Linked DNA regions of Bos taurus: region 2 is linked to region 1. The links are chromatin contacts, called in public Hi-C maps. All regions are on one chromosome and are shown on one strand. Each heading gives the region's core, a stretch centred on a gene start, on an enhancer-like site or on the middle of the called end of the contact. The rest is flanking DNA. Distances are from core to core; before and after follow the strand shown.

Region 1 (6,127 bases), core at 1,787-4,286:
CCTGACCCACTTCCCTGGTGGCAGTCACCTGTAGAGCTTGACAACTACAAAAGCCAAGGTCTGAGCCAGATTTTGTGTCTGCAAAGAGCTCCAGACCCCAGGCAATTCTGCTGTCAGTCAGAGTAGGAAATCATCATCAAGGAAGTCATGAACTTGTACCATGTAAAGTGGAGGTGGAAAGACAAGATTTCCTCCACAGCCACCCAGGTCTGACACCCTGGGCTGTCTCTGCGACATGTCCCCAGTTGAGTGAGCACAGAAGGGCTGCCCGAGCAACAAGACTGGGCAGCATTCCCCCCAAATTCGCGTCCACCCAGAAGCTGTGAATGTGACCTTATTTGGAAATAAGAGTCTTCGCAGATGTGATCAAACGAAGATGAGGTCAGTGGACTAGGGTGGGCCCTGAATCCAGTGACTGGTATCCTAGTAAGAGGAGAGAACACACACACACAGAGAAGGCGGCCACCTGAAGACAGAGCAGAGATGGGAGTGATGTGTCTACAAACCAAGGGACATCAAAGACTGCTTGGAGCTACCAGGAGAGGGGCCTGGCACAGATTTTCTCTCCGGGCTTTCAGAAGGAACCTGCAGGGCCAACAGCTTCATTTTGGACGTGACGCCCCTAAGCTGTGAGAGATCAGTTTATGCTGTCTTAAGCCCCCCGTTTGTGGTCACTTGTTACAGTAACCATGGGGACCAAAAACACTGGGCTCTGCAGCAGGACCCTGGCATCAGAACGCCCTGTGGAACCTCTGGGCTGGGCTGAGGTGAAAAGTTTTGGCTCTATGATGACTCTGATGCAATGATTGAGACACAAATGCCAGGAGATGCAGGTGGAAGAGAGGGCAACCTACAAAGCAAGAAGGAGCCTTGAGGCATATGGACACTCCTGGACCCTGAAGGACCTGTGCTGCCCTTGATCCAAATCTAAAGCAGAAAACAGCCCCAGCGCTGCCTCAGCTGATGCTGGGCAAGGAGGGGAATGGCTGGCTGGACATCCTCTCTGTGCAGCTGAGGAGTGTGAGGTGGTCCCAAGCCCAACCCCTTCCTGCTCCTAGAATCTTCTAATTCATGGATTCCTTCCAGGCCTGGGCCTGATCCTGCCCCAGAAACACAGCTTCTCTTTCTGCAAGGGGCCTGGACAGGTCTGGACTCCCAGGGAACACCCCTTGGAGGGCCAATCCTGGCTCCCACACTGGCACGAGCTTCTCCTCCCCATGCCAATCTTCCTGAGCAGTGAAGCCAAATTGGTGAGCTTCCCGCAGTTGGGGTGCTGTAGGGAACCACTCTGGGAGCACATGCCGGGCCCCAAGTGCAGGCTGGCGTGAGCTATGTGACTCGCACAGGTAGGATCACCTTAAGACTTCCTGGAGCAGGTGGTGGTGGCAGCTCCAAGGGCCACTTGGGGTGTGGCCAGGAGTCGTGGGGAGATCAGAGCACTATGGCTGACAAGGGGAGAAACCCAGAGACCCCGACTTTGAGCCTGCACAGGTGAGGGCAGCCCAGCCTCCCCACCCCTGGCAACAGGCTGCGGGGCTGGCTGAGACTTAGAAGCAGAAAATAAACCTGTGTGGAAGTGAGAGGGAGCCACAGAGACCCACCTGCTGTACATCTGTCGTCTTGGTGAAACCTGTCCCAGGAAAACCAGGGCAGTGGAGGCCCGCAAGTGACAGAACTAGATGGAAACCTCCAAGGTCAGCTGGTTCTCCCCATTCTGCGGTGCTCTCTCTCCCCACTCTGCCTCCTGCCCCTATGTGGCTCAGAATAACTGGGCTCTCTTTCCCTTGCCAGCTCTCGTATTTGGGGGACAAGGAATCTGGAGGGGAAAGGATATGTGCTGAGGACTCTGGGCAGCCAGACAACCCTACCTGCCATCTCCAGTCACCAAAGCTTGTGTGGATGTCCAGAAAAAGCGGTCCCCACTCAAGGACCATCCTGCCTGTCCCTGCAGAGGTGTGCCTCCTGGGCAGAGCAGGGAAGGAGCCGGCCCTGGGGCTGGGCCCATCTTTCCGGCTGCCCCACTGAGCCCGTGGGGAACCTGCCCAAGGGAGGGACGCTTCCATCCAGCCCCAGCCGGATCTGGTGAACCCCACATGGGGTTGCTGGCAGAGGCCCAGGCGGAGTAGCTCTTCCCCACCCAGCTCCAAGCCCAAAGGAGCCCAAGTCCCATCTCACCTGTGAAAGTTTCTTCCTGGGGTCCCCCGTCCTTCAACCCACCGAGGTCAAGAGGGCCCCTACCCCCGCGCTGTGGCCCCCACTCTCCCCGCCCCCCCTCGCTGGCATCCCGGGGCCCTCCGCCTGCCAAAACCCAATCCGTTCCCTGGCTCCCTTTCTGGGGCTGGAAATGCAGCGGAATTTCGGTGGAATTTTGAGGTTGAGAAGCATCTCGGCAGAGAGGAAAAGAAAGGGAGAGAGGGAATGGGGAAAAAGAAAGTACGATTTTGGTGTCAACTTGCAGGATTCTAGAAAGCACCAAGGCCCCCGGGAGGCGGGCGCTGGGTCCCTCTGCAGGATGCGGGCGGGCGGGGCGCTGGCGAAATCTCGAGGTCCCGCGCGCCCCGCGGGGGCGGTGGGCGCCCGGCCGGGGCGGGGTCGCCGTCCTTACCTATGTCTGCATTGCAAAACGCCTGTTGCGGGTGCACCGGGGAGCAGCTGCAGGCGTCGGCCCGGGGGAGCAGCGTCCCCAGCAGCAGGAGGCAGAACGCGAGCGGCAGGCTGCGGGCCGCGGCGCCCATGGCGGGCGGAGGGGCGGGGGTCGCGGACTCGGGCTAGCCGCCGCCGCCTGGGCTCGGGGCGCTCCCCTCTCGCGCCGGGGCCGCGCTGGTCTGGACGGCACTCCGCGGGCGCGCTCTCCTCTCCGGCCCTCACTCGCCACACAAACTTTCTTGGCTCTAGGTCGCGGGGTGCAGCGAGGAGGGCGCGGGGCGCGGCTGGCGGCGCGGAAGCGAGAGCTGGCTGGGGGGCGGCGAGCGAGCGAGTGCGCGCGCCGCGGACCTGGTCCCGAGTGCTCCACTGCCTTCTATGGATGTGTGCGCTGCGGATGCGGGCCGAGCCGGCCTTTTATTGCGCTCAGAGGCGGTTTGGCTCCGCCCCCCGGTGGCGGGCGGCCAATGCCGGCTCCGGGAGCTCTCGGCCGCCTCCCTCCCAGCGCGCCTCCCGCGCCTCCCGGCCCTCCCCCAAGTCCGGCTTTTGTTGTGCCCAGCCTGGCACGGCCCGGGCTCCCAGCTGCGCACCTGGCTTCCCACCGCTCGGGGCCGCACCCCTGCAGCCTCCCAGATCGCCAGAGGTTGGGGGAGGGAGGACACTGCAGGCAGACAGCGCCCAGTGGACCCTGACTCAGCACTCGGGACTCGCAGTCCACCTCTCCAGGGCACCAGGCGACCCACCCATCACCCCTTCCCCTCCAGCTTGGCGCGGGAGGTGTACACTGCCTGATTCCCTTCCACCCCTGGGATCCCTGCGATTCTGGCCAGGGATTGAGGAAAAGGATGTGCCACTTTGGAGCACAGATCGGATCGTTCTCTGCCGCCCCTCTCCCTTCCCCCTGTGGCTGGGTGGACTCCTGAAACTTACTGAGAACACCTTTTTCAATTAGAGGCCTTAGAATTTTAAGTGCGCTTGGCCAGTAGAGTCAGGGGGCGCGGGGGTGGGGGGGAGTTTGGCGGGGCGGGGGGATGTGGGTACTATGAACAACACAGGATTTCATATAAACTGGCCGTCATTTTGACCAGCCGGCAAGAGTGAGGAGCTGGCCCAGAAGAAAAGAAGGTTGGATGAAGGTGTTTTCTGGGCTCTCCTCCCTTAGCCCACAAATGTGGAAGCTGAAATACTTTATCCAAAACAGTTCTGTGTTCCAGGAAAGGCAGAGGGTCTTAGAGGTGTGGATGGCATGGAAAATGTGACCCCCGGGGATCTCTGTCTGTCTCTGAGCCTCCTCTGTGGTGAGCACTGTTACACCTAGGGCCTCATTCTTGTCATCTAGCCCAGGAGTTGTAAACTGAGAAAATGACACAAACAATCATTGTCCACTCCACTATGTGATGCTGACTTAAGATATGAAACGGGAAAATACTGAAAGAAATTTTAAAAATGGCTGCCTTCTGTTTATGCATGCTTTTGAGCCAGTAGATGGGCACCCCCAGAGTAAATTGATTGGAGATTCGTTCCCTGCGAACTGAAAACCAAGTGGAGAACAGCAGGATAATTAAGAGAGGAGGCTGGGCTCTGCTGTGTCATTCTCATTCTGGAGGTCAGGAGATCTCCCAACCACATAGGCACAGAAAGGTTTGTTGGAGGTCAAAGCGGAGTGATGCTAACCTAATGCCAGGCTACCCATAGGTTTTCCTGGTAGAATCCATCTTGGCTAAGAGATGCATGCGCCCATATAGAAGGATTCTGAGACACACCAAATGTAGACTGTGAAGCAGACAAATCAAAATGATCGGCCAAAGGAAACCAGAAAGAAACGCCCCATTTAAGTGATTTAAATTGCCACAAGGTGCAACTCAGGGACTTTCCCTCTGAGTCTGCCCGTGTCTCTATCCGCACATACCATACTCTTTTTCCTTATGATAAATCCTTTGAGTCACTACTTTCTGTCTTTGTGGGGATTCTCTTCTGCAAAGCTGAAGCGCCAGAGCCTTGTCAATGACCACTGGTCTAGTGGCTAGAACTTGGTACTTTCACTGCTGCGACTTGGCGCCAATCTCTGGCTGGGAACCCAAGCCCCGCTTCAAGCCATTGCAGCCGTGGCCACCCCGGATCACTTGGAAACAGACAACTTAGAGAAAAGTTAAACTGGTAGAGCAGTTATTAATACCTTAGAATCCGGACAATTCCAAAGTCAGTGCTTCACCTTCTGTTTCTGTAAAATAAAGTATCATTTGTGAAATGATGTTTGATGCTAACTTAGTGAGTACAGTTAATGCAGAAAATTATGACAAGTTGGCGGTCTGTGGCCTCTTCTTTCTTTGTTATTGCAGGTAGAACAAAGTGCTGTTGAACTTTACAGAAGCTAAAATCCATTTGTCAGTTTATGAAAGAAATAGATAACCTAGGGGCTTTCAGCCTTTTAGGCAAGGTAGACACATAGATGATCAAGTACACAGAGGATGAGAAGTACATTACAGGTAGGTTGATGGTGGTACAGGAGGGGATTAGGGTCCACGCTGGGCACAAGGCAGGAAAGGAGGTGCCTGGGCTGGCCTTCCTTCCATCAGGAGTGCTTTCTTAAACATCGACAGCAGACACTGTTCAAAGAGTGGGACAGTCAGGCCTCCACGGACAGACAACGATCCCTGGACCAGTGAGACTCCTGAGCTGGTGGAGGAGGAAAGAAATGAAGGGAGAGGAGCCACGGAGGAGACTTTTGAGGGTCTGGGAGGGGATCTCATCTTCTTCTGAGGTCAGAGCTTCTACAGCAGAGGAGCAAAGCAATCCCCTCTGAAAGGATGCTTTCTGTGGTGGGATGGGCAGGAGTGGGGGCAAAGGGTCCACCTTGTGGCTCAGAGATGCAGCAGCCCAGCTGCCTCAGTGGCCCTGTCAAGGCTCTGCCTCCCCATCTACAACATGGGGATAAAAGCCCCTTCCTAATATGTGAACCATGAGCTTCCAGATCTTCAAGCTGGTTTTAGAAAAGGTAGAGGAACCAGAGATCAAATTGCCAACATCTGCTGGATCATCGAAAAAGCAAGAGAGTTCCAGAAAACCATCTATTTCTGTTTTATTGACTAGACGGACCTTTGTTAACAAAGTAATATCTCTGCTTTTTAATGTGCTGTCTAGGTTGATCATAACTTTCCTTCCAAGGAGCAAGCATCTTTTAATTTCATGGCTGCAATCACCATCTGCAGTGATTTTGGAGCCCAGAAAAATAAAGTCAGACACGGTTTCCACTGTTTCCCCATCTATTTGCCATGAAGTGATGGGACCGGATGCCATGATCTTCGTTTTCTGAATGTTGAGCTTTAAGCCAACTTTTTCACTCTCCTCTTTCACTTTCATCAAGAGGCTCTTTAGTTCTTCTTCACTTTCTGCCATAAGGGTGGTGTCATCTGCATATCTGAGGTTATTGATATTTCTCCCGGCAATCTTGATTCCAGCTTGTGTTCCTCCAGCCCAGCGTTTC
Region 2 (6,127 bases), core at 931-3,430, 49 kb before region 1:
GAGCTCAAAGAAAAAGGTGGAACTTGTTTTTTATTAACTTCACCTTAGGCACGGGGGAGTTTGCTAGACTTACAAGTAGTTGTGAGTCAGAATTCACACTATGAATGAGCTAAGGGGTGGGCTATCGAGGATCTACCAGGATGGGCAGAAGGCCACACAAGCAGTGTGAACGGGCACAGGCCAATCTCTGGGCCACACCGCGCCCAGACTCACACGCTGTGCTGGGGTTGGGGGAGGGGCGGCGGGGACCGAGGGACGTTAGGAGACAACAAAATGGGACCCTGGGGGCCACGGAGATCTCACCGTCTATGCCGCATCTGAGCATTAGCACTGCTGTGACTGTGCCTGGCACCGCCTCTGGGGCGCTTTCAAGAAGAAAGGCAGGGGCTTCAGGGGTTCTCATCACACAGACCCCATGTTTACATGGACCTATGCGTGGAAATGGCTGGTACACTGGCAAAACCATAACACCTGGGATGTTCTTTCACAAGGCACGCCAAGTCTCTGCACTTGTACGTTTGTAGAAAGACACTCCTAAGGCCCATGTTCTGCTCACGAAACTCCTCCTGCTAGAAGGCTCCCTTCCTAGAAGCTACAGCCCACGTGGTCAGATTCCCCTTACCTCCCCAAAGTCCCTGGACGGACACCCTCACCTGTGGGCAAGGTGTGTCATACCTCCCCAGAGCCCTGTCCTGAGTCAGGACCCTGTGGATTGAGAGGCCCTGGGAAAGTGGCATCAAAGCCCGGCAGTCCACCTGGAGGAGGTGGCGGCGGCTTACCTTGCACTCACAGCCCATCTGGTACCTGTGGTTCAGGCTCTTCTTCTGGGTGGCACTCAGGGTGTCCCAGGGCACGATGAAGTCACAGAGGGTGATATGCATATTGCCATTCCCCTCGGCCTTCCCTGAGGAGACAGGGGTCACCAAGCTCAGAACGAAATTACACGTTCTCTTTTTCCTGCATCTGGATGAGGCTCAGGCATGGGGAGGGTTAGTTCTGACAGTACCCTGAGGCGTAGACTATTTTGTGTCCCCTCCAAAACTCTGAGGTTAAAGTCCTGACCCTGGCACCTTAGGATGTGTGACTCTATTGGGAGACAAGGTCTTTAAAGAATTGATTAAAATGAGGTCATTAGGATGAGTCTGAATCCAGTAGGTCCCCTTGTAAGAGGAAGAGATTAGGACACAGACACACAGGGATGACCACATGGGAACACAGGGAGAAACTGGCCATCTACAAACCATGGAGAGTGGTCTCAGAAGAAACCAACTCTGTCAACATCTTAATCTTGAACTTCCAGCCTCCAAAATCGTGAGAAAATACATTTCTACTGCTTAAGGCCTCCAGTCCGCGGTTTTTGTTATAGCAGCCTGAGAAGACTCATACACCATGGAATATTTATTCTGAGTATAACAATGCAAGCTCACTGTAGAAAACTTATGAAAGTAACTTTTTAAAGCGTCTCTCTTTTCATTACCTAGCGCTAACATTCTGATGCATTTCCTTCCAATATTCTTTTATGCACATGTATTCAAGTGAAAAACGTCACTATTGTATGCAGATTATATTGTTTCCTGTTTGTTTTTTTTTTTTCCACCAAATATTTATTCACAAGCCTTTCCTCCATTTGATGTTGAACTTGTAATTCTGGGTGGTCCCATTATGAACAATAAGAGCAGAATTTTATAAAATCAGCAATCTGCCCTAAATTCCCTGTATTGAGCATGATGAGACGCTTGATAAGACTCTGTTCGCACCTTAGACTCCTAACTCAGCCCCCTTCCTCCCTTTGTGAAGAGTTCTCACTGGTGACAGCCCAGGCATTAGCAGAGCAGAAGAAAAAGACAGACCAGTGTATTCTGGTGAATGACAGGACCTAATGAGGGCCGGGGAGGTTGTCTAAAATCTTGTCTTTCCTGTTACAATGGCACCTTGTCAAGAGACACAGATGCCCAGTGATGACACCGGAGCCTGGCAGAGAGTGACACGCGCCTCCCCGAGAGGCAGACAGGAGCCCCGGGCTGCACCCTGGGCATCTTGGCTTGACAAAGCTGCAGTGCGTCCAGCTTAATGATCTCAGGCACAGCCCTGGCCACCAACAATCGCTAACAGAAATACAGCTCAAGGAAGTGCTGACGCAGCTAGCTTATCCACTACATCCCGTCAGGAGGAAGTGAAACAGAAACCTGTCATCAGGGGAAAGACACCGGCTTGCCTGAGGCTGCAAGTTGCACCAATGACACCCTTTGTGCTGGGCGGGTGGCAGGCAGCACTCCCCAGGTGTGAATTCTCCTGCTCTTCTTTCTGTCTTAACCACGCCTCTAACCTTCAAGCCTTCTATTTTTTTCTTGGACTTGTCTGACATTTCAGGTAAAGAAAAGGATCAAGAAGCAGGAGGACTCCTTGATTGCATTCATTCTGATCCTAATAACTAAAAAAAAGATGTATCTGGGTGACCTTAAGCTTCAAAAACAGCTGTAATTTTTTCTAGACCTGAGGCTGAAGCTAATGCTTCAATAATTTGGCCACCTGATGCGAACAGCTGACTCACTGGAAAAGACCCTGATGTTGGGAAAAACTGAAGGCAGAAGGAGAGGAAGGTGACAGAGGATGAGATGGTTGCATGGCATCACCAATTCAACAAACACGAACTTGGGCACACTCCAGGAGATGGTGAGGGACAGGGAGGCCTGGCGTCTGTGGGGTTGCAAAGAGTTGAACGCAACTTGACAACCCAACACACACACACACAGCCATTCTCTAAAGAGTACAGAATAGACAGGGAGCTAAATGGACAATGGCAAATAACTCTTTCCTACATCTTGGTTTCTTCTGGCATTGACCTTGCCCGGCCTGGTCATTCATTAGAGGCAGGCTGAGTACTCATTCCAGTTCCTCTCTCCAAACTTACGTAGCAACTTCCCATGCGTCACGTGACTGGCATCAGTCTACCACATCACATTGTTCTTTGCCTCTCTTGCATATCGTGTTCTTTAATCAGGTCATAAGCACAAAGGGTAATGGTTGTGTCTTAATCATTTTTTATCCATAGTTCCTTGGACAGAATAATGGCTCAGTAAAAGTTTACTGATGATGACGTGGTTATCTGTTCTAACAATGTGTTCCAATATCTTTTTTTTTTTTGCTGTCTTCCTTGTTAAACCTTTTCACCACCGATTCAAGCTTCCACAGAGAGTGAGCAAAGGCAGGGCACGGAGATGAAATGCAGATTTTTTTCTTTTTAAAAAATGTTTATTTATTTATTTTGGGCTGTGCTGGATCTTTGTTGCTGCGTGCGGGTTTTCTGTAGTTGCAGCGAGCAGGGACTACTCTCTAGCTGCAGAGAGTGCACAGGCTTCTCACTGCAGCGCTTTCTTCTGTTACAGAGCACGGGCTTCAAAAGTTGCAGCATGAAGGCTTAGCAGTTGTGGCACATGGGCTTAGTCCTCTGCAGCATATGGGAGCTTCCCGGACCAGGGATAGAACCCATGTCCACTGCATTGCCAGGCAGATTCTTGACCACCGGGGAAGTCTGAAATTGTGTATTTTCAACGGCCCCAGTTCCCAGTTCCCATGAGCTTTTAAATGTCAAGTGTAAATGGTGTAGCATCTCAGAATGTTAAGAAGAGATGCCTTTCGGTAGAGATAATTAAGACTTGATTTGGTACGTGAGCATCTGTCTGCCTTGGAAAAAAAGCAAAGTCTTTCTTGGACACAGAAAAACAGGAATTAATTAAAATTTGTAACTGAGGGTTGTATGTTTACTTTTCTTCCCGGAGATGAGGACTGGAGAAGAAAATGACAGGGCCGAATCTCTAACAGTTCCTGAACACAAGCGTCTCGCGGTGCCAACTCGACATGTGAGGCTGAGTCATCAGCCCAGGAGGAGGTGGGCTGCCCCAAGCTGTGTGGTCACTCGTGGGGCCGCAGCCAGCACCGGCTGAGTGATTTCTGTGCCCCGTGATTCTTGGTTAGCCCGTTGTGACTCCAGGAAAACAAGATCTAGGTTCTGTGCTTCAGAAAGTAAACACCAGATTGAATCCAGAGCCGTCTCACTGAGCCAGGGAACGAAGCCGGCTTAGAGAGGTTCCTCTGTAATGAGGTGAGTCAGCAGCCAGTGGAAGGGCCTTTTATTAATCTTACGCTCCACGGCCAGTCAGGAAACTAAACTGTGCCCCACGTTGCTTGCTTCCGATGTGAAATGTATGGCAGCTTAAGATGACAGCTTCTCATGTGGCACAGGGGGAAAGGATCCCCTCGCTAATGCAGGAGACACAGGAGATGCAGATTCGATCCCTGGGTCGGAAAATCCCTTGGAGAAAGGAATGGCAACCTGCTCCAGTACTCTTGCCTGGAAAATTCCACAGACAGAGAAGCCTGGCGGACTGCAGTCCACGGGGTCGCCAACAGCAGGACACGACTGAGTGTGCTCGCACTAAGGTGACAGGCACACAGTTATCAACTGAGTGCGTCTGCAAACATTTTTAGTTTTCCCTGTAAGTGGAGCTACAATTTGGATGCTTTCTGAAATTTCTGAGATGTGTGTGGCAGTTACTCATGTAACTGTTTTCTCATTCAGCCTGGGGACAACTGAGGGGGCTTGGGTGTGGGAGCAGTTTCACAGGTCACGTACATATTACATGTTAAATAGCCTTTGATGGCAGATATGAATAGCTGAGCTGACACGTGAGTGAAAAGAAATGTTATCAGAGAATGACTGAAATTATGGGGCTTTCTGCGTTTGATTCACCATCTTCCCTTTGGACATGAAGCCTCTCCCTTTCAGAAAAGGGTCTGAGGACAATGGATGTTCCTATCACATCTCCCAAGAGAAAGAAAAGCAACTACCAGCAAAACAGTCATCGCACCACCCTCCACGCCTGTCGTGGATCCACCTTCTTAGCAGCCCCGTGGTTTCCTCGCACTCCAGTGATAAACAGGGCAGGAGGGGACCCAAGCCCCATGCTCCAGAGAGACCTTGCCAGGGCTCCTGACTGCTGGACATAAGCCCTCTCCCTGTCCTGCCCTGGGATCCAGCCAAAGGGCCCTGCGGTCTGGACCACCCATCTCGTGGAATAAAAGAGCAGTGCCACACTCCTCAGGATCTCTGGGCCAAAGGCAGGTTTGACCGCCCGGGAAGGGCCCCAGCAGATGAAAATCATGCCCAGAGGCCACTGTGCAAGGGGGGCGACTGACCTTGGCTGCTAAGGCTCGGCCCTCCTGAGTGTGTGCAGACTGGCTCTTTGGCACCTCTAGAACAAAAGGTCTGCCTTTGACCCAGAGCAGGGCAGGTTCTCAGCCCTGGCTGTGCACTGGACTCCCCTGGGGAACTTTACCAATGCTCTGGGGGTGGAAGCCACCCCCAGAGATGGTGCTTGAATTGGTCTGGGGAGCTGCCTGGGCATCAGGAATTTTGCAAACTCCCTGTGGAATTCCAAGGAGCAGCGGAGGCGGAGGACCACTGGGTTAGGCGTCAGGGCAGCGAGACTTCTAAACCTGGATCAGTGATGGAAGAAGCAGAGTGTGATAGACCCAGGAGTCAGGCTGCTGCTGTTGTGTGGTTGCTCAGTTGTATCCAACTCTCTTGCAGCCCCATGGACTGTAGCCCAACAGGCTCCTCTGTCTGTGGGATTTTCCAGGCAAGAATACTGGAGTGGGTTGCCATTTCCTTCTCCAGGGGATCTTCCTGACCCAGGAATCTAACATTGCCTTGGAAGACAGATTCTGTACCCCTGAGCCACCAAGAGTTATGCTGAAAGTGAAAGTTGCTCAGTTATGTCTGACTCTTTGCAACCCCATGGACTTCTCCAGGCCAAAATACTGGAGCGGGTAGCCTTTCCCTTCTCCAGGGGATCTTCCCAACTCAGGGATCGAACTGAGGTTTCCCCCGTGGCAGTTGGATTCTTTATGAGCTGAGCCACCAGGGAAGCCCAGGGTTAGGCTAGTCAGGGTCTAATTTCTGGCAGCTCCATGGCACCACTCCCTGGCAGTGTGACGCCAGCAGGGATGTGTTGAGAAATGCCTAACCAGTAGCTCTCCTGGGATTAACTGTGTAGCATTTGAATTCTGTGGTATCAATACTCCTACCCTGGCCAATTTCAAGCTACCAACATGACATCAACCAAAG

What was found. Hi-C and Micro-C count contacts between places; a contact is called where the count stands out from the background.
Region 2: a Hi-C map of an unstated tissue shows a contact between it and region 1, with 2.1 times the contacts expected there. The contact joins the enhancer-like site here to the promoter of TIMP2 in region 1.

What each region holds. Positions count from the first base shown.
Region 1 is chr19:53,457,744-53,463,870 of ARS-UCD2.0, reverse strand. It overlaps TIMP2 (TIMP metallopeptidase inhibitor 2), which reads right to left and starts at 3,036. Exons shown (of 5, transcript NM_174472.4): 1 at 2,606-3,036. The coding sequence starts at 2,735.
Region 2 is chr19:53,505,479-53,511,605 of ARS-UCD2.0, reverse strand. It overlaps TIMP2 (TIMP metallopeptidase inhibitor 2), which reads right to left. Exons shown (of 5, transcript NM_174472.4): 4 at 780-904. Among named protein-coding and RNA genes, the nearest start is that of USP36, 14 kb to the left of the region's middle. Within about 2 kb of position 2,180, at least 39 of the 102 cell types and tissues checked have an H3K27ac peak or open chromatin away from gene starts, as enhancers often do.